Regions from separate parts of the Mus musculus genome. Here regions 2 and 3 are each linked to region 1. The links are chromatin contacts, called in public Micro-C and promoter capture Hi-C maps. All regions are on one chromosome and are shown on one strand. Each heading gives the region's core, a stretch centred on a gene start, on an enhancer-like site or on the middle of the called end of the contact. The rest is flanking DNA. Distances are from core to core; before and after follow the strand shown. Region 1 holds the start of Mapk8ip3 (mitogen-activated protein kinase 8 interacting protein 3). Region 2 holds the start of Nhlrc4 (NHL repeat containing 4). Region 3 holds the start of 1700022N22Rik (RIKEN cDNA 1700022N22 gene).

Evidence for each region. Promoter capture Hi-C pulls out the DNA fragments that hold promoters and counts their contacts. A called contact is a pair of places that touch in the nucleus more often than the background predicts.
Region 2: a Micro-C map of embryonic stem cells shows a contact between it and region 1, with 3 times the contacts expected there. The contact joins the promoter of Nhlrc4 here to the promoter of Mapk8ip3 in region 1. A contact is called at or near these places in 4 of 39 promoter capture datasets (the C10 cell line, liver and pre-B cells) and 1 of 484 Hi-C or Micro-C datasets (embryonic stem cells).
Region 3: a contact with region 1 is called in a promoter capture Hi-C map of liver, with 2.5 times the contacts expected there. The contact joins the promoter of 1700022N22Rik here to the promoter of Mapk8ip3 in region 1. A contact is called at or near these places in 2 of 39 promoter capture datasets (both in liver).

Annotation. Positions count from the first base shown.
Region 1 is chr17:24,934,737-24,938,963 of GRCm38.p6, forward strand. It overlaps Mapk8ip3 (mitogen-activated protein kinase 8 interacting protein 3), which reads right to left and starts at 2,241. Exons shown (of 33, transcript NM_001163449.1): 1 at 1,801-2,241. The coding sequence starts at 2,118.
Region 2 is chr17:25,942,101-25,946,383 of GRCm38.p6, forward strand. Nhlrc4 (NHL repeat containing 4) reads right to left here and starts at 2,831. Exons shown (of 2, transcript NM_001039038.2): 1 at 2,777-2,831; 2 at 133-2,218. The coding sequence starts at 1,671. The coding sequence ends at 1,261. It also overlaps a transcript of Pigq not described here and a transcript of A930017K11Rik not described here.
Region 3 is chr17:25,984,347-25,988,808 of GRCm38.p6, forward strand. It overlaps 1700022N22Rik (RIKEN cDNA 1700022N22 gene), which reads left to right and starts at 1,484. Exons shown (of 2, transcript NR_166913.2): 1 at 1,484-1,690; 2 at 3,637-4,125. Capn15 (calpain 15) reads right to left here and starts at 1,528. Exons shown (of 12, transcript NM_001347334.1): 1 at 1,125-1,528.

The DNA.
Region 1 (4,227 bases), core at 991-3,490:
CAACAGTGATACTTGTAGTGAACCTGATTCACTACTTTTGGTAACTCACTCATTTTATAAAACAGCTACAACTGAAGGTCTGAGAGAAAGAGGGAGAGGCTGGGTAAGGTGTGTGGTCCCCGGGGGCAGGATAGCCAGGCTGGTTTCTTCTGTCAACACTACAGCTGAGCCCCTCCTCTCAGGTTCTGAGTCCCAGAGAGGGAACCACCTGGTATCAAAACATACTGGTATCAGGAAAGAAGGAAAGGGCTGCGATGTTGTCTCTGTTTAAAAATTTTAAAAACCTAGGATTCTGTCTTCCCAGAAAGCTGCTGACAGCTCAGATTACCCATATCTGACTAAGCTTAAACAAGCAAAGTGCCCGGGACAGCAATTCTGCAGCACAACTCTGCATGCAGTGATGCATCGCTCCGGGCTATTACACCATCTCATCACCCATCCCTGTTTAGAAAAGGAAACTGTAGTCTTTTTACAGAACTGAAGATAAGCATGCAGGTCTTTCCACAGGAGCTAGGATGCTGTTTACAGTGTTTAGTCCCCCTTCAGCTTTACCCTCACTGGAGGTCCCTCCAAGGGCATAAATGGGCATTTAACCCCGGCTTCCACCGGGCCAGTTTGGCATCTATTTACTCATTGCATTGCTCAGCTTCCTTTCAAGAGCTGGGTCTTCTGCACAACCTAAGCCCCACGTACACTCACTGCTCCGTCCAGCTTGTTATTAAGCTGGAAGGCAGAGGCATCCTCCCCGGGGGACAGTGTCAACACTCAAGCAGAAACCATTTTACAAGGATGTAACTTTGCCTTACCACAGTACACCTTCATTTTCTTCTTTTTCTCCACATTAGTGATCTTGACTATGTAAGTATGGAGGCAAGGGGAAGAAATAATACCCAAGTCCTTTGCCAATGTATCAAAAGTCCCCAGAGAGTCAGGGCTATGGAGAGTGGTATCAGGCACAAGACAACTCCAGGGCAGGTCTAGAAGGACCAAACACTGCAGACTTCTAGGGTACTGCCCCACTAGGCAGCAATATGAACCCAGAAGGTAAGGCTTAAGCTGTTGCCAAGGTCTACCCTGTTACTTGGCCTGTCCTTTTGTCTGTGGTCAGTGTGTGACCTTGATCTAGCCCAGACAGTTTCTGGAGCCAGTTCCCTGTTTCTGAGGTCACCCAAGCCCTCCTCACATCCTTTGAGGCTTTTGAATCCCCCCATATGTAGAGAACTTGATTAAGCCAGTTATGTGGTGCCCATGCATTCACAGCAAAATCTTGACAATCAAAAGGCAAACCATGGAAAGTATGAATGATTCAAGATAAGCAAAGCTTTTATCCTAGCTGTGATGCAGGGCCACTAACTTAATAAGAAGCCAAAATATCAAGATCGACTCTTAATTTCAATAGTAGTCTCTAAGACTGTGTCAAGTCAACTTCACTTAAATGGAATTTAACCTCATATAAGAAGGCACTTCCCATCATAAACCGAAGAGCATTTATTTCTAGAATTGTAGAATTCTGGGCTTTGTGATTCTAGGGCAACTTGCTCCAAAGACGGGAAGGAATAAAACCCAGAGCCAGCAGGCGGCAGCCAAGGTCAGAGGACAGCAGGAATGGGGGCCCATGTCTCCCGGACTCTGCACAGGCTGTGCTCTAGGTCCCAATTGGATGGAGAAAGTGGCACTCCCAGCAGCATCGGCATCAGCATCAGCATCAGCAGCATACTGCCGGCTGAGCCGAGCTGGCTGCTCCACGCTACCCACACCGTCCCTCACCGTCCCTCTCCGCGGCGGCCGGGGCCCACGCACCTCCTCGGCCTGTTTGCGCAGCGCCTTCTCGCGCTCGTATTGCGTGAGCAGCTGCTCGTTGTCCTCGCGTAGGAGCTCCAGCTCCACCTCGTGCTCCTGGTTCTCGCTCAGCACCGAGTCAAGGTTCTCCAGCACGTTCACCACCAGCGGCATGAGCTCCTTGACCACCTCCTCGTCATAGCAGTGAATGAGGCGCTCGAACTCGCGGTAGATGGAGCCCGCCAGGCCCGACACACGCTCCGACATGACCGAGCCCGAGCAGTAGTCGTCTTGGTACACCACCACTCCTCCTCCCTCGTCCATCTGGATCTCCATCATCGCGGCTACCGCCGCCGCCGCCAGCGCGGCTCGTTCCGGGGCCCGAATCCACGGGCCGCTGTCACCTCAGGCAGCCGCTACCTTAGGACGTGCCGCCGCCCAGGCCGCGCCCGTCACTCCCTTGCCGGAAGTCCCGCCTGGCTGCGGGGGTGGAGCCCCATCCAGTTCCGCCCCGAGCGCCTTGACGCTAAAGGAACGTTTCCGGCTGCGTTGCTGGTGGCTCTTGAGGACGTAGCTCAGTCTGATTGGAGTGACCTGGATGCTTCTCTATCTCTGTCCTGTTTGTCTTCAGACCTTTGTCATACATACTCTGGCCACCCTCAACGTTCACGCGACATGTGTCGCTTGCCCTGTTTCTGGTTGTTTCCCGCTCTGCTGGTTGCTTAGTTCCATGCAGTGCTTCATTTTGCACAGGACACCAGGTTCTAAAATCCTTATGTGTGGCGGTACTTTTGAGACAGAAATATAAAGCGAGTCGATCTATATGTGTTCATTTGCTGGGGACACCATGAACCTGACTTTGAACTACTTGCTTTTTTTTCCTCTTTCTTTTTTTTTTTTTTTAAATTTATTTAATGTATTCACCGTTGCTCTCTTCAGACACACCAGAAGAGGGCATCAGAACCCATTGTAGATGGTTGTGACCCAACATGTGGTTGCTGGGAATTGAACCTAGGTCTTCTGGAACAACCAGTGCTCTTAACCACTGAGCCATCTTTCCTGCCCTTGAACTACTTTCTTGCTTACGTGGTTTTCCCGGTCCCCAAAGCCTTCCAAGGCAGCTCAGATTCACATCCTCTTAAAAAAAAAAGTTACTTGTTATTTTATGTGTATGTGTTTGGTTGTATGTAGACTTGTGCATCACACACATTCCTGGTGTCTGTGAAGGCCAGAAGAGGGCATCTGAATTGGAGTTAAGAAGGTCAGTTGTGAGCAGCCATATGGATGGCCAGAACTGAACAGAGGTCCTCCCCTCTAAGAGCAAGTACTCTCAACTGCAAGCCACCAGATCTTACTCTTAACCAACACAGTCCTTCTTGTAGCTGAAGTCCAGAGCACTTAAAACATTCCTCACAATTTCATATGCAAAGTCTTACTGTGTAGCACTGGCTGACCTGGAACTTGGTATGCCTGGCTTCTGCCATTCAGTATACACCATTACCTGGGGCTATACTTCCCTCATCTTTCCAAACACATAGATAAATACCTACTCTAAGAGATTGTTTTGTAACATGCCTCAGACCTTAGCACAACTCACTCCATGATGGAAGTCCAATTCAGGCTGTAAAACTCGGCATGTAGATAGCACCACCTGCCAAAAGAATGAAAACAGACCCAATCCCTCAGTGTGGATAGTTCTGAGAAAGTCTCTAAATTCCTAACTTTGCTTTTTGGCTTCTGTAGTTCTGCCTCTGACTAACTGTTCTTGTTAACTGAAGCATGCCAACCCAGAACATGGCTTTGCCCTTAAAAGCTCATCCTGAGAAAGGCTCAAGGCCTTTCTTGTTTGAGATCCTAAACACCCAGTGTACTCACCAGCCAGCTAATAAAGACTTTCCTATTGGCTTAAAACTATGTCAGAGCATTCTTCCACGGTGAACACCCCACAACATTTTCAGGTTGCCTGAATTTTGATACTGATTTAATTTTTCAAGCCTGCAAAACTGAGCCTACGTATTATATTATCAACCAACTAGGAAAACAGGCTGACGAGAAGGGGCATACTGCAGTAGCACTTGCAGTGACTGCTACCCGAGCCAGTTATTAGTATTTACTGTAGATGGTGTTTCACTTGTATGTGCCCTGTGCCCACAGAAACCAGAGGAGGGTGCTGGACGCTCTGGAGCTGGAGTTAACTAGGGGTTTTGAGTGTCACGTGGGCTCTGGAAATAGCATCTAGATCCTCTGGTAGAGCAGCCAGTGGTCTCCCCACAGGTCCAGTCCCACCGGAGTTAGTTTTTAATTGCCCAAATGAGGAGCCAGAACAAACTGATAAAATGATTAATTCTTTAAGATTTTTTTAGAGTTATTAACTTTGTATGGTATGAGTGTTTTGCCTGCCTATGTATATATCACATGGATGCCTATGTATATATCAATCACATGGAT
Region 2 (4,283 bases), core at 1,581-4,080, 1.0 Mb after region 1:
ACCATGGTAGCCGCTTTGTTCTTACCGCCTGGCCTCCTAAACCCAGGCCCTTCCATCTGTTTCTATCCATTGCGAGTAGGGTGCATGCAGACCCGTGTGGGCCGCATAGTCTGAAAGCAATACCCCTAACAACGCAGTAACTAGTGTTTATTGAGCATCTACTTACAAGCAAAGTTTCTTTCATTGTCCATTAATCCCCCACAACATAATGAACAGGGCATATTGATTTAGCCTGCAGGAGTGACATGTGTGTTGACCTCAACGTCCAGATGACAGGCTGGGTGCCACCCCACACCCTAAAGGAGCAAAAGCAAGGAGCTTTTTCTTGCTTCTTCCCACATGAAGAACATGGGTGAGACCAGATTCTCAATGAGTAAGCTCTTCAAACACACACACACACACACACACACACACACACACACACACACACCCCTCCCCTTCCAGATCTCATCTGTAACATGGGAGGAAAGGCTACTGTTTTCCTGTCTTGAATGGAAGGGTATGAAAGAACCTGTGCTACCCAGAACCGTCCCAGCACCCCACCTAAGTGCTCAAAAGTGGTTTGGACCTGGATTGAAGGGAAAACTGAAGGTATCTTTCAAAACAGGGAGTGTCCAGTAGAGGACCTGCCCTTGCTATGTGCCCTACCAGGACACATGTTGGCCTTACCCCTCTGATTTGCCTACTCCTTACCTCTCTGTTGGGCCCAGAGTGCTGTTGGAGGCTCAAGAATGGGAATATTTTTGAAGCTGGGGGGAACACTAAGGGACCACACCCTTCCCCTAAACTGCCCAACCCAGCCTAGCCACACCCTCCCTGCCTGCCTGCCTGCCTGCCTCTGATTAGGATGTAGGGGTTGGACACCTGGCAGGAGATCTTGCCTAGCTATCTGCTGGCAGACAGCCTCAGCACCCAGGATCTATAGCTTCAAGTGTTGCCTCAAAGCTCAGGCCTCCCGAGACCCAAGCTAGCAGAGCCAGGGACTGAGTGGCCCTTGGGTTTTAGGGGCATGAAAACCTATGAGCATACTTAATAGGGAAGTGGAGATGGCCCAGTTTAGAACCTCATCAAGAAATGGTGATTCATGGTTTCTGTGTAGACAGGGGCACTTGCCAAGAGGAAATCACAAAGCCAGCTAAGACCAGGTATCAGGAAGACGGCTCAGCAGGCCCCAAGGAGCCTACCAACCTTCCATGATAGTACAAAGGACTCAGGCCCGGCCAGTCCTAGCAAGGGGCAATTTCCCCCAGAGCCTACCCCTCAGGCCATCTCCCCCAGATACTGGTACAACTTGATGCAGTTGTCCCCTGCATCTGCCACCACTAGTTGGCCCTGGGGTGCACAGGCCATACCCAAGGGCCTCTTTAGTCCCTCCAACTGCAAACAGATGGGTGGCCCAACCCGGGGAAACAAAGTCACTTGGTGCCTCTGCTCATCAGCCACAATAATGCTACCCTCTGCATCAGAGCACACACCTGCTGGGTGGCCAAAGTTATGCCCAGTCAGGGTTCCTAGGGAGCCCAGAGGCTGGTGGGCACTGCCAAACAGCTGTACATCCCCAAACTCTTCACTCACAGCAAAGCCCCCATCAGGCCCTGGACCTACCCAACAAGGGCCCTCCAGACCTAGCATGGAGGTTGGAGCAAGGGGCTCCCAGGTTGGTCCTAACATGAAGCTGTGAACAGTTCCAGGCAAGTAGTCTGTCACCAGGAAGTGTCCAAGAGCATCCACAGCCAGCCCTCGGGGGGACAGGAATGTGCCTACAGTCACCCAGCGGCCCTGGGGTTCCCGGGAAGTGTACTGGAGAGCATACACAGCCCCGTGAATGAGGTCACTGACCACCACAAGCCCTGCAGCTGTCACCGCCACATCCTCTGGGACAAAGGCTCCAGTTCTAGGAATGCAGCAGGGTAGTTGACAAATGGAGCGTCCCTCAAGATCCAGCACATGGACACAGGATGCAACACCAGCCGTCAAGAAGAGCAGACCATCTGGGGAGCAGTGCAGGCCTCGGGGGCTCCCTGCAGCCCCTGCTGGCACCAGGATTTGTCCCAGCAGGCGAGGCTGCCGAGAGCAATTGGCATCTCTAAGTTGGTCCAGCCTGAGATCAAGATGTCAGGGGTAGGTGGCTGGGGTAGGGGCAGCCCAGGAGGTCAAGGTGTCAGGATAGATGGGAGGCCAGGGGCAGCAAGCAGTCGCGGCCTTGGCTTCTTTGCAGCTGCAAAAGAGTTGGAACATCCATGCATGCAGATGGTGGCTCATGGGCACTAGCACCCTCCCGTTGTAGATGAAGAGCTGGGGAGTGGGGGTGGGGGAGGGGGAGGGGGAAGGGGAAGGCTGCTGCATTGTATCTGAGTGCTCACCTGGTTCCCAAGAGCAGCAACCACACAGGTGTCTGGGTGTCTGCAGCAGGGGTCTGAGAGACACCACACACTCAAGAGGGGCGGAGGTTTACCTCTAAGGCTCAAATCGCATGCAGAGCTGTGTCCTGCCTAGGGAAGGAGGAGGCAGATAAGCTGCATTCCCCAGCCCTGGGATGACTCCTTCACTGAATGGCCTAAGCTCCTGTTAGTCCCCCACTACCATCACCACTACCACTACCACCACCACCACCACCACCACCACCACCACCACCACACACACACACACACACACACACACACACACACACACAGCCCCTCTGCTTCAGCCAGGGAGACATCTAAACCCCAACCTCCCAGGGCTCTCCACCAGCTCCTCATCCCTTCCACAGAGATCAGGATATGATACTTCTTACCTGGGGCTAACTGGCCTCAGGGCTTTAGGTCAGGCCTCTGTTGTTGGAGACAGCCTGGGTGTTTGGGGAGGGGCGGGAATGGGGAGGACGGCTAGGGGAGGAGTCATCAGACAAGTTTCCTGCAGGGACAAATTGAGCTGTTTGGGCTGAGTCCCCAGTCTCCAGGCCTGCACCCTCTGGCTTGGGTCTACTGCTTTGACATAGCTCCATCGGGCAAGACAGGAGGCACCTCAGTCCTCTACAACTATAGGCCACCCCTCCAAGTAGGACATTTGTGTCAGGACCACATCATTTTTGTTTGTTTGTTTGTTTTGTTTTGTTTTTCGAGGCAGGGTTTCTCTGTGTGGCCCTGGCTGTCCTGGAACTCATTCTGTAGACAGGCTGGCCTCAAACTCAGAAATCCACCTGCCTCTGCTTCCCAAGTGCTGGGATTAAAGGCGTGCGCCAACACTGTCCAACCCAGGACCACATCGTGGTCGCCCTCTTGTCAGCTCCACCAAGAAGCTGAAGTCAAGCTGGTCCTGCCTCTTCCTGTGAGTCTAGTGCTGCTGCTGCTTCCCAGGATCAGAAAGCAGGGTGGCAGGTACAGGGGGCGCTGAGAGGACGGTGCCTCAGACTTAAGACCTGAGGTACCTTGGACCCCTGGCTCTGCCCTCAGCGGTGCCCCAGGAAGCCTCCAGGTCAATGGTGCCCAGCTAGCTTTTGTCAGCCTTGGCCTAAAGCCCCACAGCACCCTGGGCTGGCCAGCCAGAACTCTAGCCCCAACACCACCTGTAATGCCTCACAGTGGGGTGGCTTCCTGATGCTATCACAGGTATATGGTTAATGGGGCAGCTGAAGGTCCTGTTCGGACTGGCCCTAGCCTGGCCAGTCCAGCCCCAGTGAGAACAGTACCTCCTCTGAGGGCAGCTTGTACTTCAGGGCATTCCTGGGTGGGCTACAGCCCAGCTCCCCAGGGAGAAAAGTTATTTGCTATGGCTGGGGGGCCCCAGCAGCCCTCCCTGGCTGTCTCCCACCCTGGCCCGTGGAAGGCCAAGCAGGGCTGTACTGGGAAGGAAGCAGTGAGCTGTGAAGGCCACCGATGCCTATCGTGGCTGCAGGGGCTGGCGGGGGGCCCAGGAAGGCCACACGGGGTGAGCAGCCTGGAGCCATAGAAGGCAGGAGGCTTTGGCTACCACAGGCAAAGCTGGCATTACACTGCTTGGATGGATTCAGGCCCAAGGACGCGTGCAGGGTCCTTGCCCATCCCCAGTGAGCTGAAACAGGCCAGGTCATCCTGCTATGTCGGCCTCTCTGCCACTCTTCCCTGCATCCCCTAATTGAGTGTACCCAGGCCACTCCTTGACCCCAGGCTCTTTGGAAGAACAATAAGGATTTCTGAGGTCAAAGGTGAACCCCAGCATGGTGTCCAGGACATTTGCTCCCTGGGACACTCAGGCCAGGGACATTTCCTGGAGTGTGCCAGGTGCTTATACAGGGACAGAAAAGGAAAGAGATCCAAGTAGGG
Region 3 (4,462 bases), core at 234-2,733, 1.0 Mb after region 1:
CCACAGAGGACTAACCTAGGCTTCTACATAGATATGGAGTTAGGGCCACTCTCAGACACTATGGCCAGCAGAGATTTTGATAACTCCATTGCAGTTAAGTTGTACAGTTTCTGAGCCTTGGATCCAGCAGGGTTCAAGTCTTCCTCCATGGAGGTCAATGACCTGTCTACCAGTCAGACAGCTCTAGACATTCTTAGATGTTAGAAAAGAAATGGGTGCATCTCTGTGGAGCAGAAGGACCTCAAAGGAAACAGAATCTACTACCCCATGGAGGCAAGCTACTGTTCAGCAAGACACAATTGCCCTAGACTGCAGAACTGTGGTCCTGAGCGCATCCCTGACAGCTAGACTCTGGAAGCAGGGAGAAACTCAAGAGGCAAGCTCCACATCTGTGACTTGCAGTTCTCCAGACTGGGAAAGGGGAAATTGCCACTGGAGGGGTAATCTCACAGTTTCTTACTGAGTAGCAGTTCTTCCTGATTTATTGCTGAACTGCAGGGTCAGCAGCAAACACTCAGGTAGGCTCTCAGGTTCTCCTGAAACTCAGGAGGTATCTATCCTGTTTTCGAGGCTAGGTGTTTCGCGGTCCTGTTTCAGTATCTGTACTCAGGGACCCTAAGAGCCAGCCTAGCAAGGACCATCTGGCCACACAACAGGGTTCCCAAATCAGACGTGGAAGGGCCCCTTTTTCAGAAAACAAAAAGAAAATCCCGCAGCTGTCAAGGGGCTGCTCTGTAACTTTCTCGGCCTGCTGACAGGCCCGCAAAAACAGAAGTGTGGGATGAGGGGGCACACAGGACGCTTTACTCTTGCTGCCGCCCCAGGCAGCTGCAGGTTTCTGCAGACAGTGCCCCCACGACCTATACCTTCGTACAGTGGGCCAACGCTTAGCCCCGGACAAGAGGGCACTCAAGGACAGGCAGGCACCGAGGGTCGCCTGCGTCTGAGGTTCCTAGGCTGGCCTCGAGTGACCCACACCTCCGGCGCGCTTCCCCCTCCCCTTCCCGCTCACCACAAGCCAGGCTACTGCTCCCAGGACAAACATGGAGCATCCCGGCTGATGCCCTGAGGCCGAGCTCTACGAGTCCTAGGCCGTCTGGCCGGCCGCCTACCGTGGAACTCACCTTAGCGAGCCGGCGGCGCCTCCTCAGCGCTCGCGATCGGTCTAGGCGGGCGCGGCCCTAGTGCCGGCCCTCAGTCGGTTGACCCACAACTTCGACCGGAGGGCACCAAGGGCCCCTTCGCGCCAGCCGCGATGCTCCGCCGGCTTAGCGCGTTTTGGCCGCGAAGATCCGTCTCGGCCCGGCAACCTTACAAACGCCTCCGTAGCTAGCGCCCGCCGTCCCGCCCGGCCTACCCGCTACGCCTTACGCTGCTTCCGTAGCGTGGCGCCCAGCCGGGGCCCGAGGCTACAGCGCGTCAGGGGCGCACGCGGCACTGGGAACCCGGAGCCGGGACTACGGCTCCCACAGGGCAGAGCGACGCGGCTCAAGGCACGCCGGGAATTGTAGTCCATGAATGGTCCTACCCTCTACTCTTTCCCTGAGATTTCGCCCTCCCAACGTGACCGGAGACGCTCAGTTCACGGATGCAGTTGGTACTCCCAAGCTAGTTTGATGTGGCGCGCTGGATCCGGGAAGAGAACGGACTACAGCTCCCAGGATCCCCTTAAGATGGGCTTTGGGCTCCGGTAGGCGTCCACGGGGTTCGAGTGTTACTGCGCCAGGGGAGATGTCGGGAGTCTGGGTCGTGATTTTGTACAAGGTCTGAACCGGTTGTCTGCTGCGTTGGGGCAGTAGGTGGTACAGTCCAACCTAGCTGCCTTGGCTGCTTTCTACCTCTTCCAGCGACTTCTGGTTTCTTTCCCAACGGTCTGAAGCAGCAACCGTGCTGGCACTGCTCCTTCCGAGGTTACTCCATCTGAGGTCTGTGTTTACTCGAGTGCTAGATAGGCACGTCACTTTTTCTAGAGAAACACTGGCATCTGAGGCAGTCCTTTGAGTTATGTTCACAAGAGCCCCCAAGCTATTTCCCATTAGAGCCCTTTGGCTCCCCCGAATTAACTTAATTCCAGCCACTTGTCCTCTGCAACTGAAAGCTAACTAAGAATCAGGCTGCTAGCCGGGCGTTGTGGCCCACGCCTTTAATCCCAGCACTCGGGAGGCAGAGGCAGGCAGATTTCTGAGTTCGAAGCCAGTCTGGTCTACAAAGTGAGTTCCAGGACAGCCAGGGCTATACAGAGAAACCCTGTCTCAAAAAACAAAACAAACCAAACCAAAAACCAACCAAAAACCAAAAACCAAAAACAAAAAACAAAAAAAAACATAGCACATAGCAAAAGGACACCCGGCACTCTGAATGTTGTGTGAGAGATTGGGTACTATTTGCCCCCGGACCCAGAAAACCTGAGTCTGGCTCAGTAGAGACTACAGATAATGTTTCTGGGAAATCATTCATGCTCCAGAAGCTAGAAAGCTAAAGACTGGCCATTGAATTCAGGATGCTGTGGGGACACCTATGCCTGAATGGGGAAGACACCAAATTTTGGCAAGAGGAGAGGAGCAGAGGCTGTCTTCCTGAGCCCCCTGACAGTGGTGAAGTCACTGCTCATTCATCAGTAGGTGATACCCATGATCAGGAGAATGGCCAAGCTGGATCCAGGACAGTATCTCTGGTCACTACGGGTCATCACTAGTGCAATGATGTATCACTGCACTAAGTAAGATGATCACACAGCAGGTAAAGCTGGATCATCCCAGGTTGGCTGAGCCCTGATCTATGCTAGTGTAGTATGGGCCAGAAGACAGACACCCTGTTGAGTGCACAGACCACAGGACACCCTGCAGAGGTCAAGAAGGGCAGAGAGAGCTTTGCAGGGACAGAAGCCATAGATCAACCACCCTGACTCTTGAGCAGATGGGACCCAACACTATTCCTCATAGTTTTGGGGCCACAGCTACAAAGGTATAGTTGCTTAGGTATAGTTGCATAGTTGCTAAGGAGACTGAGGCAGGAGGGTCATGAGTTCAAAGTTGACCTGGGCTAGAAAGTTCAAGGTTTTGTCTCAAAAAGTAGAGGGGTGGGTCAAGATGGTGCACTCCTTTAATCACAGCTCTTGCACTTGGGAGGCAGAGGCAGGCAGATCTCTCCAAGTTTTGAGGCCGAATCACATAAGACCCTGTCTCAATAAACAAAACACAAAGGTACACTTATAAAGGTGCATACTGCAGCCACAGTGCAGCTAGTGCTTGCCTAGCACGCGTGAAAACCTAGGTTTAGTAAGACTCAGAAGCTATTACAGAGTCAAGGTCCCCATTGGGTGAACACCCAGAAAGCTTTAGACAGGACTGGCAGGTTAGTCAGGTCTAAAACTTGGGTCTAAATTTCTCTTGATTTCCACAAGTGACATATACACACACAAGTCAGAACACCAACCTCATGGAAAATGTAAGTGGAGGTTCCCGGCTAAAATTCCTGTCACGCTCTGGGCTTCTTCTAAGATTCCAAAATGTCAGCAGGTTCAGAGCAGATATGTATAAGTACCCGGGCTCACCACAATTCCTCAGGGTAGTCAGGGAGTCTAGTATCAATTTAAATTTGCAGAGGCTAAGCTTCATCTATGTTGTTCTCTAACAGATAACTGACCAAGACCAGGAAGATAAAAACAATGTCAGAGGCCAACTGGAGACAGGATTTGCTTTGGGCAAAGCGTTCCACTTGCTGAAGGTTCAAGAGTTGGCAAGTCCTGTGGCCACTCCCTCCACACCCCCACCATCAGAAGTATAGTGAGGAGTCTGCTAGAGGATGCCAACTTCTGGGATTATCCTCTAGGCATAGTGGTGGGCCCATACAGAAAATTCTTGGACAGCTTTTCCTGGAATGTTTCTACTAACAACCCATCTCAAACATGAGATCCCTTTACAGCAGATCCCAAATGCAGAGCTGTCTGCCTGGGGCTCAGTTCCCTCAGAATCTTCCACTGGGGGTTGAATGGACAACGCTTACCTGGGAGATACACCGAGGAGCTGCCAGGCTTTGGTGCGCTGTGCTCCTGGTTTATTTCTAGCCTTTCCTAGGCAGAGGCGCCTTTTTGGTGTCAATTAAATTCCCATGGCTAGAACCTAACTGGGAGTGCAATAGGTACGTGGTTTGCTGTTCTGATGATGTGTAGTGTCAGGGTCTACTGTGCCACTTAAACTCTTCATAATATACCTCCTCCCATTCTCGATGGCTCTCAATATTTCACTATACCCTCTGACCACAATACAGTGATTTCTCTTGGACACAGGATGTGTAGGCCAGGGGTAAGAGCACTGTGCCTGAGATCTGTGAGATCCACATCTATACTTTCCCCTCTGCCTGTGTGGCAACCTCAACTGAGGCTCCTATAGTCCTTCTGGGCTGTATTCAGGGCACAAGTCTTACCACTAAGGGGCTGTGGGAGGTCATCGGGAACTTGCCT